Regions from separate parts of the Cricetulus griseus genome. Here region 2 is linked to region 1. Evidence: chromatin contacts called from public Hi-C data. All regions are on one chromosome and are shown on one strand. The core of a region is the stretch at or near the end of the contact, and the rest is flanking DNA. Distances in the headings are between cores, read along the strand shown.

Region 1 (4,515 bases), core at 1,031-3,530:
AGTCTGGATCTGGAGTCTGAAGCCAGCCTGGGCTACATAGTGAGAATTAATTTCAAAATTATTAATAGTAATGTAAGTTAGATATTATTATTTATAGAAATGACTATCAAACTCTTATAGCCCCCTCTCATCTCTCCAAGGAGTATGCTTCCTCTGTGAAGCCCCTCCCTCACAAGGGAAACACTAAATAAACACATGTACATACTGTAAGGCTGTTAAGCCTGCCAAGTTCGAGGAAGGCAGTCAGTATCTTGGGGAGTGGCCTTACCTCTCTGTACCTCAGTCTCCTCATCTTTAAATAGGGGCTAAACCCAGTACAGGTTTAGCAGAGACTGAAGCAACAAGCGGACACCTTGCTAAGGACCTACCGTGCTCTGGGCTCTGTAGAAGAGACACATGACAGGGCCAAGGCACTGCAGTGTTGTTCTGGAAACATGGACTTTGACCCATTATCCATTCTCAATGTGTTCTTCCCCAAGAGAAACACAAACACTCCCCACAAAGGACTCCAAAGACAAAGCAAAGTGCAAGTTCACCATAATCCAGCTTAGAGGGACAGAGTTTATTTGGCTTTCTTACAGAGCATGGGTGAGGGGTTACTTAGAGGAGTGTGGGTGACCCCCCAAAGCAGCTGCACCACTGGGAAAAAACCTCTCACTTCCTCTTAGCTGTATAGCTGCATATATGAAAGTCATCCCACCAACCTAACTGGCTTCAAATTAACCTTCCACAGTCTATACTCTAGCATCTCAGAAGACAGTGAGGCTGCATGCAATTAGGACAGAATTACATACAAATGGCTGGAGGTTCCGAGGAAGCAGCCAGAATCTAAGGCGAGGGTCCAGCGGCCCTCACCAACACCGCCTCATATGAGGAAAGGCCACCAGTCAACAAGCCCTATCTCCATGTTCTCTTACAAGTAGCACAGCTGCTCTGATGAAGGTGAAGGCTGTTAGGCTCAGAGGATCGAGTTATTCAACACATCGCATGCTGTGCTACAACTGTCGTACTCCCAAATGCTAGATTTTTCCTTGTGTGCATTACATACTTAATTACTTCCATATTCCTTTACTCATTTATCTCCCCTGGAGGCTAGGCTGGGCAGAAATTTGATCCCATTTTTATTGGTGAAAAGATCGGGACGCCAAGAGGTTGAAATGACAACTCGATGAGTTGGTGAGCAGCGACACCAGCTGCCAGTGATGGAAAATAGAAACTCGAGGAGGGCCCCGTTCTACCTCAAATCCCTAGCGGGAGGCTTGCACCAACCTCAGTGGCCTTGCAGCGGAGACCCTGGGCTGGGAGATGTGCTGGCAATCTTCCAGTGCTGGGGTTCAGCCCCGCGGGCTGGCAGGCGAAGCAGACCGGCAGCGACAGGTCCTGGACACTGGGATCCCAGTTGCCCTCGAGCCGTCACGCCCCGGGCGCAGCCGGACGCTGGGTGGCGCTGCGCGGCCGCCCTGCCCCAGACCTGTTGCGTCCTGGGCTCCAGCCGAGATGGTTAGGGTAAAGGGTCCCACACAGAGCCGAGCGAGGATAACAGTTCCCCTGCCTCAGCACTGTCCTGGGGACTGCCAGGTCCACCTTAAATAGGTGGCGCCTGCCATTCAGCTTCTACACACTCCCCAGCCCGGTTCTAGGCGCGTCGTGTGCGGCTGGCATAAAACTTTAGCCAAGCAGCTTGGGGAGAGGGAAGGATGAAGCGGACCTTCCAACTCCAGACCCCACAGTGTGCTGCGCGGTGTCACCTCAGCCTCTCAGGCGCCCCGGAAGCCCTGCTGTCGATCAGGCAGTGGATCGGTACCACTCTAGTGCCTGCCGGCGGCGCTGACCGGGGCACCGCCTCCGCCCACCCCTTCGCGGTCCCCATCCCCTCCCCCGCCTCCCGCGCTTGGGCCCCAGCGTCGCCAGCCCCGCCTGCTCCGGGGTCGCCGCAGTTCCCGCGGCTCGCCCGGGACTTCCTGGCCAGGAGCCCGCTTCATTGCAACCCGGGAGCGCCCCAAGGTGTGGGTGTGGGTGCTGGTCCACCAGAAGCTGAAGCCGGGGACCTCGGGGCATCCCGGTTCTGCGCTCCAGGGAGGCGGCCCCGCAGAGCTGGGCAAGGACGGGGCGGCCGGTGGAGGGGCGGGCACCGCTCATCAGTCACGCCAGTCACGTCTGGGGCCACCCGGCCGCCCACTGGTGTCTTGCCGGCTGGCTGTGCCACCTCGCCGGGCCGGCGAGGGCAAAGGGGCTGTGGCGACGCCATGCCCGGGCCGGAGTGAGTGAGCGCGGGCGAAGATGGCGTACATCCAGGTAGGACTGTGGCTGGGGGCGACCGCCAGGGGATAGTGGGGACCGCGCCCCCTCTGCCGGGAGCGCGCGACGCAGGAGTGCGCACCCGCCGGCTCCCACAAACTTACTGGAGGAAAAAAAAAAACCCACAAAAAACAACAAAACAACGGGTTCCCCAGAGCAGGCACCTGTGCGTGTCCTGGAGCCTGGGCAGGGGACCACAGACCCGATATGGAGGGCCCTGCGTGGGGCCTGCATCCTCGCACTCGTCTCCTTGGAAGGGGAGACCGTAGGGTGACTTTGCACGCCCCCCCGTCCCCCCAGCACCCACCCCAGGGGAGGGGCCGCGGGAGGGCGGCCCGGGGCGCGCCAGCCACCCGGCCCGCCAGCGCCCGTTGCCGTGGTGACGGCTCCGGCTAATTGGCCGGTGGAGCCAGCTGGAGGCAGCTGTTCAGACCTGGAGGGACAAGGACATCGTTCGCCCCGGCACTGGGTGCAGAGGGGTGGGGACATCCAGAGACCAGTGCCCTCTGATGAGGGCTGTGGAGACAGTTACTTCAGTCCATTGAGGTCTGAGAAGTGCAGACACACATACACACACCACACACACACACACACACACACACACACACACACACACACACACACACACACACACACACACAGAGACCACCCCCAAGACTCAGACGGAGAGAATTTCCAAGTACCCCCTATCTCCCCCCCACACACACACCTTTGGAGGGGGCGGATGGGGATGGACTGTTCTGCTTGGCAAAGAAAACCGTTTCTTTTGCAAATTGCAAAGTGGTGACAGGTCATCGCCAAGGTCACGCGGTCAGACCAGTAAATAGATACCAGGAGCTGCGGGGGGTTCTAGGGCTGCCTGCTCTTAGCCAGAGAGGAAGCCAGCAGACTGGATCCCAGGTCCAGGGACTCATCTTCCCTCTCCCAGCCTTAGCTGGGGGCGGAGGGCGGGGGGGGCGGGGGGCGGGGGACGACTGCAGACCCTCTAGGGCTCTCCTGATCTCTTGTCCCCAGCTCCTCCAATGGTCTGTCACCTGGTGGAACTTGACCACCAGGTCCTCCTCTGGCTTTGATCCCCAGGAATGGTTTGCAAATTTTTCATGGATTGCCTAGGTCCTGATTTCAAGTTCAATGAAGGTCACATTTACTGTACATCTACTGTGTCTTGGAAGTTGTTGGAATACTGTTCAATAGTTGCTTAACGACACCAGAATGACAGCAATTATGGAACATCCCTGAGGACATAGGTCACAGTCCCTTCCCCTCTGATGTCCAAGGGAGTGAGCAGAGAACAGTGAAACAAGTTTTTATGGTTCTTCATCGAATTAATACATTTTCTTTTTCTGAGACAGGCTCTCACTATATAGCCAGGTTAGCCTTGTGATTCTCCTGCCGCTGTCTTCTGAGTGCTGGGATTACAGTGGTAGGTCACTCACTGCTCAGCTACCTAAAACCATATTTCAGCACAGAGAAGTAAAGTCACTTGTCAAGGTCACACAGCTATTTAGCAGTCACAGTGGTATCTGAACTGTAGGCTAGGAGGGGATGTATAAGTTGTGCATCTCAATGGTTCTGCTTCCCTCTTAGAAGCAGTCTTTGAACTTCTACAGAACACAGAGACTAATTTTTTTTCTTCTGCCTCAACTTTTCAATAGGGAAAACAGTACTAAGGCAAGCACAGAGGGAGGTCAGAGTGGGCATGGCTATGAACCCACAAAGCTTATTTGTTTTGGTCAATGAGTTTCAGAGACTTTCTGAAAGTCAGGAAATAGTCGTCTGTGATGTTTTGCAGCCATTTAAAAAAATACACAAATCCACTGGGTCGTGGTTGCCAACGCTTTTATTCCCAGCACTCTGGAGGCAGAGGTAGGTGGATCTCTGTGAGTTCAGGCCAGCCTGGTCTACAGAGATAGTTTCAGGACAGCCAGTTGACACACAGAGAAACACTGTCTTGAAAAACCAAAAACCAAACAAAACAGGAATCCTTTGCTTGAGGACTGGGTAGTGGCCCACCATGGGGCTGTGAGCCGGGAGTCTGCTGACCTCTGTGTGCCATGCCTGGGGTTTTCTCTTTATGCTTCCTGGTGGGAATCAGTTCTCCACTGGTATCAGAAGAGTGAGCCCAGAGGATGGAGTGAGGCAGGATGAGGCCCTGACTGCGGGCCTCCTTTCCCATTCCCTTTGCCCCTGTCGTGGGTTGCTCCTGGGCCACCATGT
Region 2 (4,515 bases), core at 1,265-3,764, 150 kb after region 1:
ATGAAAGGTAAAAGCTGAACTAAGCTATGCAGATTAGATAAGTACTTAGAAGTTCTGCTTCTGGATACTTTATAGGCATGATTGTAGTAGATTCTCCCAAGGGTTTATGATCTCTCTAATCATAGGTTTTTGGCCAGGTTTATAGTTCCAGGGTGAGTTCCTTCCTATTGAGTGGATCTTAATCTCATCAGAAAGCTATTGGCTACCCCTTGTGACAGTCATGAACTTATTGCACAAAAGAACTTATCTTGACAGGAAAGTCATTATTTTAGTTGGCAAGGCTGACAGCTGGGTGACGCTGTCATCCCCTTCTCTCTCCTCATAGCCTGCCTCACATGTTGGGCTGAAAGCTGGCCATCAAGGAAAGATGCTTCCAGTTCAGTGCCAGTTTGGTTTCTCCAAATCTTGTGACCAAAGTATATGGCAAAAAGAAGCAAAACAAAGGGAAGAAGGGGAGGGGAAGGAAAAAGAATAGAAGGGGAGCAGAAGAGGGGAAATGAGAGGGAAAAGGTGCTGGCTAGTCTAATGTCAACTTGACACAACCTAGAGTTATCTTAAAGGAGGGAAATTTAGAGAAAGCCTCCATAAGATCCAGATGTAAGGCATTTTCTTGATTAGTGGTTGATGGGGGCAGGCCCAGCCTACAGTGGGTGGGTCAATCCCTGGGCTGGTTGGTGGTGGTGGACTCTATGAGAAAGCAAGCTGAGGGGGGTTGGAGAGATGACTCAGAGGTTAAGAGCACTGACTGCTCTTCCAGAGGTCATGAGTTCATTTTCCAGCAATCACATGGTGGCTCACAAGCTCTAAAAATAAGATCTGGCGCCCTCTTCTGGCATGCAGGCAAACATGCAAGTAGAACACTGTATCTGTAACAAAAATCTTTAAAAAAGAGAAAGAAAGCAGGTTGGGGGGCAGTAATCAGCTCCTGCCTCCAGGTTCCTGCCCTGGAGTTTCATCACAGCAATGAGGGGAGCTTGCAGGCTCCAGTCTTACCTTTGGTCCTGTGTTCCTGCATGTCTTTAATGCTAAGCTTAGCACTTATGTGGAACATCTTTCTCATCCTCTTGACAACCTCAGTCACTATTATCACATTCCTGTGAACGATGAGAAGATGAGCTCTCAGAGAAGTTAAGCTACCTACCCAAGGTCACACAGTAAATGGCCAGGATAAGATATTTGGTATAAATGCCCTCTACCAATGGCTTTGCCTTATACTCCTGCTGTCTAGGAGTCTCTGGTTCCTCTACAATCTAAACCCTGAGTCATCTGGAAAGGGCCCTAGAAGCAAGCTGAAGAGCCTCACCTGCCCTGCCTCCCAGCTCTCCTGTCCTGCTTTGAATTCATGACAACATTGTTCTTGTTCCCACTCCAGGGCCAATAAGCTGTGGCTTGCCTGGCTGCCTCTGAGTCACTGAACCTGGCAGACAGTGCTAAACTAATTTTCCAGGATCGTTGGGAAGCATTTGGCTTCTGTCTCCCCAGCTAAGAGCCCTGCAGACAGTGGCAGCCGGCTGTCAGGACCCAGGGCTCCCTGCCTGGTCCAGGAGAGCTCAGCCTGCCATGTGATCAGATCCTGATTGATGAAGTGGCCCTGACTTAAAGAAGGCCCTGTGCTGCTGGGTCACGCTTTGGAAAATGGGTACCAAACCACAAGGATGCTGCTAGAACGTGCATGGAAATGGAAGCAGATGGAGAAAACCATTGCTAGTTTTTACAAAGATTCAGGCTAGGACTGTAACTGGATAGTAGAGTAATAGCACATGTATGAGGCTCTGGGCTCCATGAAAAAACAAAGGGCAAAGCCAGGGCTCTCACCACACATGCAAACAACCTAACCTTCCGTTAACACATAAACACATCTCTACCATCAAAGGGAATAAGAGATAGTTTACTCTACAGACAAGAAAGAGAGATTGTGACCTAGGAATGCAGTTTAGGTTACACCAAATTCCATGTCTCTGTACCATGTCTCTGCCTGATGCCTGAAGAGGACTGCAAAGGGCATCAGATCCCCTGGGACTGCAGTTACAGACCATTGTGAGCCATCATGTGGATGCTGAGTGGAACCTGGACCTCTAAAAGGGCAACCAGTGCTCTTAACCACTGAACCACCTCTCCATGTCCAGTGGAAGAAGTCTTATAAAGATTTTCTTTAGGGGACGCTGCAGCATCACGGAGCGCCCTCGGTCTTCTCCCCTCCCACCCTCCTTCCTCAGCTTCCGCTTCCTCCCAGGCCCGCCCTGCGCAGCCAGCAGGGATTGCTGCCCAGAGCTCCTCCGGAGCCTCAGGTGGCAAATTCTTTTTTTTTTTTTTTTAGATTTTATTTATTTATTATGTATACAACATTCTGCTTCCATGTATATCTGCACACCAGAAGAGGGCACCAGATCTCATTACAGATGGCTGTGAGCCACCATGTGAGCACCATGTGGTTGCTGGGAATTGAACTCAGGACCTCTGGAAGAGCAGGCAGTGCTCTTAACCTCTGAGCCATCTCTCCAGCCCCAGGCAAATTCTTACTCTGTGGGAAATAGAAGAGTGTTTGTAAGCAGAAAGTATGCCTCCCAAGTTCAAGCAACACCTAAGTGATGATGATGTCACTGGGTCTGTGAAAAGTGAAAGGAGAAATCTTTTGGAAGATGATTCAGATGAAGAGGAGGACTTTTTTCTACGGGGACTGTCTGGACCAAGATTTGGGCCTAGAAATGATAAAATTAAGCATGTTCAGAATCAGGTGGATGAAGTTATTGATGTAATGCAAGAAAATATTACAAAGGTAATTGAAAGAGGAGAGAGACTAGATGAACTGCAGGACAAATCAGAAAGCTTATCGGATAATGCAACCGCTTTCAGCAACAGATCCAAACAACTCCAAAGGCAAATGTGGTGGCGTGGATGCAAAATAAAAGCCATCATGGCTTTGGCTGCAGCTATCCTTTTGCTATTGATTATCACTCAGATCATCCTGCACTTGAAAAAATGAAGTTTACCACCATCAAAACTATCATCATTTAACAACAGTGAAGATCAACAGAAGCATTCAAGTAGCTTTGCTAATGTTAGTTGATGCCCAGTGAAATCAGGTCACTATTCCATGCCTGAAGTGTGCCCTTGTGATTTGTCCAAAACAGAAGTCTTTTTCCCTTGCAGCAGTTTGTGATGAGTGGGTTCTTCCTCCTGGTCATAGCTCAGTAGCACCTGTGACCTTGGATTCCTTTATCCTAACAAAACCCATTGGAAATTGTCCCAAAGTTTTATAAACTGGGAAATACACTGAGTAAAAGAGGGTCCAGTATTGGTGATGGAACATTGTTTAAAATGGAGAAAGAGTAATACATGTCAGGTACAGGGATTCCTGGGACTGTCATTACAGTTCATTCCTGGGCTCCTGGGCTCCTGGGCTCTGTGTTAGAAAGTACTGTTGGCCTTTTAATAGCAGAATCTACACTTCGTGTTCTGGGTAGCATGCCGGTACTCTGTAAATACACACACACACACACACACACACACACACACACACACACACACACACACACACAGGCTGAGGATCAGACGTGGAAAGAGTTTGATATCTCTCCTTGCCACTTCCACGTGTTCTATGTCCTTGTCAGCACTGTAGCCCAAACAGACTTGTATTCACATCTTGTATATACTTTATGGTTAGAAAATATGCAAGAGGTCTTTTTAGTGTTGAACATAAATGTCATTAGTTGTATTGAGTCAGAGCGTTTCTAACTTAAGGACTATACTATCAATCAAATTTTGTGTTTTGCCATAGAAATGTTATTAGAGTCAGTTTTACTTTTCTGTGAGTAGTACTAAGAACATGAGTCAATCTAAACATGTTTTGGGAAGGCAGTTGCCATAGAACAGTATAAAGACAATGGGTCAGAAGGAGCAAAAGAGGGCCATCTTAGTCCATACAAATGCCACCTTCCCTTAGACTGATGGAATCTGAGCCTATTTTGTGTGTCTTGGTTTTGAGACTATGTGGCCCAGGCTGGCCTCAAACTCAGAGAGCCACCAGCCTCTGCCTCCCAAGTGCTGTGATTAAAGGTGTGTGCCACCATGCCCTGCAGGCTTTTTCTTTTTGATCAAAGAAAGAATTCTTGGGCTCAAGTGATCTTTCCAATTTAGCCTCAAAAGTAGCTGAGACTACACGTGGGCACCACCATGTGCACATGGGCCTTCTCTTTAAGCCTGATGTCAGTCTTAATCTGGTATTTATTTTCATATGTCAGGTAGAATAAGGGATGGGAGCACACTTTTATTCTGGCTCATGTTTTATTTTACAAAGCTACTTAGAACAAGTGAGTACGGATGATGAAAAGAAAAACATTGCTAATCCAGTTGGGATAAGTGTAAACTTGTGAAGCAAGGGCTATGTCCTGTTGTGTCTCTCGGCACTGCAGTACCCTGGCAGACCCTAGACAAAGGTGGGGGGAGAGGTTTTGCTCTAGAAGTCACTCCGTGCTGGTGAGAGCTGATTTCCAATGTGTACTGAGAGGTGATTAG

What was found. A called contact is a pair of places that touch in the nucleus more often than the background predicts.
Region 2: a Hi-C map of the CHO-K1 cell line shows a contact between it and region 1, with 5 times the contacts expected there. The contact joins the promoter of LOC100767716 here to the promoter of Syt17 in region 1. A contact is called at or near these places in 3 of 8 Hi-C or Micro-C datasets (the CHK-Q cell line, the CHO-K1 cell line and fibroblasts).

Annotation. Positions count from the first base shown.
Region 1 is chr3:82,171,075-82,175,589 of CriGri-PICRH-1.0, forward strand. It overlaps Syt17 (synaptotagmin-17), which reads left to right and starts at 2,281. Exons shown (of 8, transcript XM_027410157.2): 1 at 2,281-2,295. The coding sequence starts at 2,281.
Region 2 is chr3:82,321,850-82,326,364 of CriGri-PICRH-1.0, forward strand. LOC100767716 (vesicle-associated membrane protein 4-like) reads left to right here and starts at 2,515. Exons shown (of 1, transcript XM_035441316.1): 1 at 2,515-2,983. The coding sequence starts at 2,558. The coding sequence ends at 2,983.